2 separate regions of the Mus musculus genome follow, and region 1 is linked to region 2. A link is a contact called in public promoter capture Hi-C data. All regions are on one chromosome and are shown on one strand. The core of a region is the stretch at or near the end of the contact, and the rest is flanking DNA. Distances in the headings are between cores, read along the strand shown. Region 1 has its middle 26 kb from the start of Gm40694. Region 2 overlaps Bcr (BCR activator of RhoGEF and GTPase).

Region 1 (3,881 bases), core at 1,178-3,677, 200 kb before region 2:
ACATATTGTTATCCTGGCAGAGACAGGATTTTAAACAAGCTTGGGAGATTTTTCTAACCCAAACGCTAAGTGTCTACAGTGGGCTTCTGCTAAACTGACGATACAGCAAGACTCAAGTCTGTGAGAGTCTGCCGCCAATCGCAAGGATCAAAGAGACGTGAACTTGACTCGTTGACAGGGACGATGATGTAGTAATGATCGCAGGTTATTTCGGAATTTAGAGTCTCATGTCTCTGTCCTTAGACCGCTCTCTGCCTTCCTTTTGGTGGGTATAGGAAAGAAATATGGAGGGCTACGGGTGCGGCAGACCAGAGTTTGGTTAGCTAAGGCAGGAATAGCATAGCCTGGGCTACACGGGAAGAGTGTTTTGGGGAATGGGGAGGAATGAGTGCCAACCTAGAAGTGTACTTTAGTGACAGAGTACTTGTCTGGGTCCAATCTCCAGGGATAAGCACGTGCACACGTGCAAACAGACACACCCCCTCCTCGAAGACAGCATATATATTTAATGACACCACTAAAAGTTTTTACCATACCCCAAGTTTCATCTGCTGACGTAACTTCCACTACTGAAGCTAAAATGGGGGGAAAAAAACCCTGTTATTTGTCTATAGTTCTAGCATCTTTTGAGTCTTCTTAGATCACTTTTTACAAAGTTGAGCTCAAAATATCTTTCCATTTCTGGGATAGTCAAGAAACTGAGGCAGGATGACCATAATTTCAAGATCGACCTGGGACACAGAGCATTCAAGGTAACCTGAGTGTCTCAGTTGGACGCTGTCTTTAAGAGAACAGATATCCTTTTAAAAGTCAGTCTTAGTTTCTTTTCTTGCGGCTGTGATAAAATACCCTAAAAAACTTAGGGGAGTGTCTTGGTCAGGGTTTCTATTCCTGCACAAAACATCACAATCAAGAAGCAAGTTGAGGAGGAAAGGGTTTATTCAGCTTACACGTCTACATTGCACACTTCTTTTTAATTAATTACATCCCAAATGTTGCCCCGCTTCCTGCTCCCCCTCACAGAGTTCCTATCCCCCCTCCCATTCTGCCTCCCTTTGCCTCTGAGAGGTGCTCCTCCCTTATCCCCCGACCCTGGTACATCAAGTCTTTACAGAATTAGGTGCGTCCTCTCCCACCGAGGTCAGATGTGGCAGCCCTCTGCTACACATGTGTATGTGGTGGTGGGTGGAGGCTCGGACCAGCCCGTGTATGGTTTTTGGTTGGTGGCTCAGTCTCTGGGAGCTCCCAGGGGTCCAGGTTACTTGACACTGTTAGTCTTCTTGTGGGGTTACCATTTCCTTGAGGGCCTTCAGTGCCTCCCCTAACTCTTCCACAGGGGTCCCTGACCTCCACCCAAAGTTTGACTGTGGGTATCTGCATCTGTCTCAGTCAGCTGAGCCTCTCAGAGGCTGCTATGCTAGGCTGTCCCAGGCAGCTCACCCTTCATTGCTATTCTACCAAGGATGGGTAACCGTAACCACATTCCTATTCCATTTCTATAGGACAGTTTTTTTTTAACATTTCATATCGTTGAAATCATGTGCTATTTATCTCGCTGTGACTGGCATAGTTCACTAACATACTAACCTACCTTTCTATTCATGTGTCAAACCCGGGAGGGGGTCTGTCCTTTTATAACTTCATAGTATTCCATTATGCATATAAAAAGTGTTTTCTTTATCCATCCACAAGTTGGTCCAAATTCACGTTTCCAGTTTTTAATTTTTATAATAAGCATGAGAATAAAGTTGTGTCTTGATAATGATTTCATTTCCTTGAGATATACGCTTGCTAGGTTCTACAATAATCCTGTTCTAATTAATGATTGTACTAATTACCAGTCCTGTTATCCATGTGTAAAAGTTCTTTTTTTCTCCACCAGCTCTTCTAATCCTTAACTATCCTTTAAAAAATATTTATTTTATTTTAATCTTAACCCTTTGGGTAAGAGCCATTCTGACTGGGTTAAGGTGATACACACTCTTTGACTGGCACCTTGCTGATAATTATTGATGCTTGAATGTTTTACATACCTGTTAGTCATTTGTACCTTTTGTTTCTTTTTTAAAGAAACCCTTATTTCCCATTTCCACTGGGTTTGTTTGTATTTTGATCTGGGATGTTTGTTTGTTTGCTATTCAGTTGTTTTCTATGTTGGAGAAGTTGTTTAGCTGTTGATGTATATTATAGAATTTCAGTGTCCACCTTTGATGTCATGGGTAGGATGTGTGTGTGTGTGTGTGTGTGTGTGTGTGTGTGTGTGTGTGTCTGTGCGCCTTTAATCCATGAAGCACCTAATTCCCAAAATGGAGTTATGAGAACGGGAAAGATTATTGAAGGAAGGTTCTGGCAAGGACAGGGCTCTGGGGAGCAGAAGGAGAAAGAAGAGGTAGGGATCTCACTGTGAACAGACCAGGAAGTGTCACTGGGTGAGACAAGGACATATGGAGAGTTGAGAGGCAAACTCCGCCATACCCTCGGCCCACTTGAGAGTCTCACCCAGGCAAACAGACACGCGTGCTCCTCTGGGTCTGTGTATTTCTACAGCTGCGACTCAAGGGCTGCTTTATCTTCTCTCCGAGTGTTTCCTTGGCGCGAAGCCAATGGGAGTCCAGGCTCTGGAAGAGTCTCAACGGAGCAGATGGGCCAGCGGCAGCCAGCAAGCTTGTTGCCTTTGGCTGAGAGCACCATCCTGGAAGTGGATGTCTTGTGAGCGAGCCTCAGCAGGCTCGGCCTGAGTCAGGCAGCTTGCTTCTAGAAGTTTCCCTGTCTTCTCTTCGTTTTTCTGGCTTGTTGAGAACTTAGTGCTTTCGGTCCCTTGGAGTATTCACAAGGGCACAGCGCACAGGCTCAGGGAGCCCGGGTTCTGCTTGCTTTATAGTTATTTCCCCTGGATCCTTCTCCCTTGTGGCCAAACTGTCCTTCCTTGGGCCACAGCGTTGCCCACTATAAGGCTGTTTATAACAAATTACGTAATCTCATTGGATTCTTTCCACAGTCTCCTCTGATGTGTGTGCCGTTACTGTCTGACTTTACATGTAAGGAAGTAGAAGACTAGAATTCTGTGTTTTTAATTCTTTGATAATTTCATATATGTCTTCAATGTGTCTTGATCATATCCACCTCCAAGTTCTCTATCTAGTTCCGACCTTCATGCCTGGTGAACCCCATTAAATGTTGTTTATATGTTCCTGTGTGCAAGGGTGTAGGACAACTCCTAGAGCACAGGCAAGGTACCAGAGGACATGCCCCCAAGCAAAGTTATTTCCACTCCCCCAGCAGACATTATCTGTCAGTAACTCCTCAGCTAGGGTTGGACCTCAAGAACTCCCCTCCCATCCAGGTTGGAACATCGGTTGGCTTGGTCTTACTTGTATTACATTGATTTGTAATGTTTGGTATGCACCTGCCTTGACACAAATATGAAAGTCTGAAGACAACTGGTTGAAGTCAGTTCTCTTCTATGCCATGTGGGTTGGGGTGGGAGTGGAGGTATAAAACTCAGGTCATCAGAATTGGCAGCAAGCATCGTTACCCACTGAGCCATTTTGCCAGCCCAGCCTGAGCTCAGGCTAACTTCAAACTCATAATCCTCCTGCCTCTACCTCTTCAACATACCCTTCCAGTATGTGCTAGGATTGGCTTACTTGTAGGTTTTACAACCCACATGTAGACAAGCATGGCTGCCGGGTTTGCAAAGCAACAGCTGTGCCATATCCCAAGGACAGCCTATCACAGCCTTTCCCTTCCACATCCGTTGGCTCTGACATTTGTAACGTGATGTTTCCTGAACCTTGAGGGCCTTGACACAGATGTCACATTTAGGGACGAGCACTCAACAGTCGTTTGTTTTCAGGACTTTGACCAGTTGTGACTCTCTG
Region 2 (3,760 bases), core at 837-3,336:
TTTTAATATTTATTTATTTTATGTACATGAGTACACTGTAGCTGTCTTTAGACACACTAGTAGAGGGCATCAGATCCCATTACAGATGGTTGTGAGCCACCATGTGGTAGCTGGGAATTGAACTTAGGACCTCTGGAAGAGTAGACAGTGTTCTTTTTCTTTCTTTCTTTCTTTCTTTTTGTTTTTTGGTTTTTTGAGAAAGGGTTTAGTCAGTGCTCTTAACCACTGACCCATCTCTCCAGCCCCAATGGTGCACACCTTTAATCCCAGCACTTGGAAGACAGAGGTAGGTGAATCCCTCTGAGTTTGAGGCCAGCCTGGTCTACAAAGTGAGTTCCAGGCCAGCCAGGGTTATACAGAGAAACCCTGTCTCAAAACAAAACAAAACAAAACAAAACAAAACAAAACAAAACAAAACAAAACAAAACAAAACAAAACATCCCCTACCCCACCCTCAAAGAAGAATCCAGAAAACCCAGAAAATACAGGAGACTACCTCTGGCATGATTCTGTTGATACAAAATGTGGAGAATGGACACATCTCTAAGACAGAAGCTATTATCACCCAGATGGCTGTGTGGGAACCTGAGACATAACCCAAACAGGAGGATGGTACAAGAGGAAAAAAAATGGGACAAGATGAGATTCTACAACTCAGTATAATGTTAATCCCCAGGAAAGAACAGGGCTACGAGAATTTGGCAGCCTAGAAAGTTTATGAATGGAAAGGAGAGAAGAGGGCATGGGAAATCTCTAATGGGTACAAGGCTCCAAGAGACCTAGGTTTACCGAGTATGTTGGTCTCCTTTGCAGAGTGGCCCTAGCTGAGGATGGTGCTTTCAGGATCCTGGCCCGGTCTTGACCATATGCAGTCAGGCTGCTGAATGGCTTCCTCTCAGTTCAAGCATCCCTGAATCCTGGCTAACTGCCGGCCTTGGGGTATGACCTGAAGATATACCTCGTGTTCCTTCATGTGAAGGTCTCCCTGTGCCCAAACTTGGCCCCTTCATCAGCGATATCTGAGGATGCCAGTGTGACCTTGCAGCATGATGACCCTGGCTTTTGGCACATCTGTAGTATCTTAAAGCCTGGGATAAAATGTCTTCATGTTATGGCACTCTTGGATCCTGGCACATAGGTTCTTCCTTATGAGGGCAACACAACAGGCTCTGGTGTATGATGGTTTGGTTTGCTTGGATGACCTATAGAAGCTTGGAAAGGACCAAGGTGCTGTGTACGAACTGCACGAGGGCTCATAGTCTTCTTGCTGGTGACTCTCTGAACAGTTGTCACCTTCCAGGTCAGCGCCATCACATCCCTTTCTGGCGTGTGGATTTAACGTGTCCTGGGTTCAGAAAGAGGGAACACTCTACTCTTTCTCTTGTGGAACCTCCGTTCTTCAGGAAGAGAAATGGGGACCGGATAAGTCAAGGTCATATAAAGAGTAAGGGCAGAATCCAAAAACTTGGGCTGTGGTTCTTGGACTAAGTATTCATTAATACCATTTATAGAGCAGAGAAGCGTACCGACTCAGGATCTTAACCTCAGAAGAGTCTGGCACTCTCAGTCTGAGGATGTGCGTGAATACTACCATCAGAGCCTCAGTGTCCATTCTGGCCCTTCTCTTGGGCCCTGCTGTTCTGCCTGAGTCTGGACTTCCACCTGTCTTCCCTCTGGTATTGAGGACTGCATCTTCTCTATCTCAGCATGCAGCTTTACCTCACAGGACGTCTCTCCACTTAGTTTCTGAGCCAGGGTTGCCATTCCTCACCAACTCCCAGCAGCAGGAAATAGACAGCTAGGCACCTATCCACAACGACACGCATGGAAGGTGTCGACATCATCGGGAAAGCCTGGCTCAGCCCTGGTTAAGCCGCAGATGGCTTTCTCAGCTATACCTAACCCATAAACAGTATCCACAGGTGAGAAGAAGCAAGAGGCGGGAGAACGGAGCCAGGCTGAGTGTCAGGCCGTAACACTGCCCCTCCTCCTGCTTCCTTCCTCCAGGGATCACACGGACAAGCCCTTGTTGCTGGGAGACAGGCCAGTCACTGTGTAGGCGAGTGTGAGTCATCTAGACCATTTTCAAGTGCTTGGGTTCCTTCCTGTGTAAAGAAGTTCCCGAGGCCAATCATCTCTCAGACCACGGTGATGACTGGGGGCTGGAGCAGGGGCCGACAGTCTCCAGTGCCTCTTCACTGACAATGATGGTGACAAAATAGTAACAGTAATAATAGCACCAAATGCTGACCAGGTCTGGGTGACACGTCACCAAGCTGCAGACGGATGTGTCTCTTGCTCCATCTGATATACGAGGACACATTGCTGGAAGGGTGAGGGGCTATGACTCACTTGGGTCACACAGGGCACAGCAGGGCTGGTGGGTGGACAGAGACTATCCTCTTTACTACCAGACTAGCCAGACTCTGAGCTTTGATCAACATGGCTTCACCCCTGCGCAAAAGCCCAATCTGAGTAAGAATTCTGTTCAATCAATTTTTCTAAGAACATATACTCTGTGTGTGTGTGTGTGTGTGTGTGTGTGTGTGTGTGTGTGTGTGTGTGTGTGTGTAGTGTATACGTGGGTATGCTGTATTTGGTGTGCGTGTATGTATACGTGTTTGAGGACACCAAGGCCGACCTCAGGAGTCATCTCTCAGATGCTATCTACCTTGTTTTTGTTGAGTCAGTTAGGGTCTCTCCCTGACTGGAACTTGTCAAGTAAGGTAGACTGGCTGGCCAGAGAACCCTAGGGATCTGTCTGCCTCAGTTTCCCCAGTGCTGGGATTGCATGTGGTTCATCACACTGGGCTCCTCTACTCCTGCCCCACACTTTTTTTTTTTAATGTGGATTCTGGAATTATCATTCAAGCCTCCATATCAACTAAGCTATCTCTCTATCTCCATCATCATCACCATCACCATCACCATCATCATCAGCGTTTATTATTATTATTATTATTATTTTGACAGTGCCTCACAGAGCCCAGGCTGGTCTCAAATAATTCACTATGTGGTTGTGACTAGCTGTGGATTTTTTATCTGTCTCTACCTCCAAAGTGCTGGATTACAGGTTTGCCCCCACCCCCATCTTTGACGTGTAGCTGGGTTCTTTGTCTCCAGGTAATGTCTGTTTACCTGACCTTCCTTCAGAAGAAAAATCCCATTGGGCTGGTCTAGCCAGAATCCTCCTCACTCCTGGCATTTCCTCTTAGTAATCTCCACTCACTGACCCTTACCCTGCTCCTTGGCTGTAAATTTCCATTTGCCTGCGCCTTACCTGGAGTGGAGCCCTGTCTATGCAACGGTGTCTCTTCCCTCTGGGAGGTATCCCTGAGTATATCTGTCTTTGCTACCTTCACTGCTTTCTGGCACTGGAAATTCTCTTCTCTTTGCTAGGCTGGCACAGGGTGCCTGAGTGCCTTGACGGAAAAGCAAAAGCACGAGGAGACATTTGTTCACAAGGCGGCATCGGAGCAAGGGGGTTTCAAAGAAGTTTGGTTTGATAAGCTAGCTTTGTTCACTTCCCACCGAGACCCCTAGCTATCTAGTGGTAGGACTTAGAGGCCCTGGTTCAAATCCAACCATTCACAAGAGTCGAGGAGAAAATTCAAGGCATTTAAGCCAACAACTGCTGGGACCTGAATTTCTCTTTGCTAACTTGATAAACCCATAAAGGGGCCAGGCACCCAGTCTGTTGGCATTCTTGGGATCACCTTTGTATAGAAGTTAGCCCTGATTCTTCCTCCAGCCCCATGCT

What was found. Capture Hi-C pulls out chosen DNA fragments and counts their contacts.
Region 1: a promoter capture Hi-C map of adipose tissue shows a contact between it and region 2. The contact joins two enhancer-like sites. A contact is called at or near these places in 5 of 484 Hi-C or Micro-C datasets (CD4 T cells, the CH12 cell line, bone marrow-derived dendritic cells and 2 more) and 2 of 9 other capture datasets (adipose tissue and liver).

The regions. Positions count from the first base shown.
Region 1 is chr10:75,372,822-75,376,702 of GRCm38.p6, reverse strand. No RefSeq gene overlaps it. Among named protein-coding and RNA genes, the nearest start is that of Gm40694, 26 kb to the left of the region's middle. Within about 2 kb of position 2,427, at least 28 of the 459 cell types and tissues checked have an H3K27ac peak or open chromatin away from gene starts, as enhancers often do. A contact at or near this core is called in adipose tissue, where this site is marked.
Region 2 is chr10:75,168,972-75,172,731 of GRCm38.p6, reverse strand. The region is part of intron 16 of Bcr (BCR activator of RhoGEF and GTPase); the gene reads right to left. Among named protein-coding and RNA genes, the nearest start is that of Specc1l, 41 kb to the left of the region's middle. Within about 2 kb of position 2,086, at least 154 of the 459 cell types and tissues checked have an H3K27ac peak or open chromatin away from gene starts, as enhancers often do. A contact at or near this core is called in adipose tissue, where this site is marked.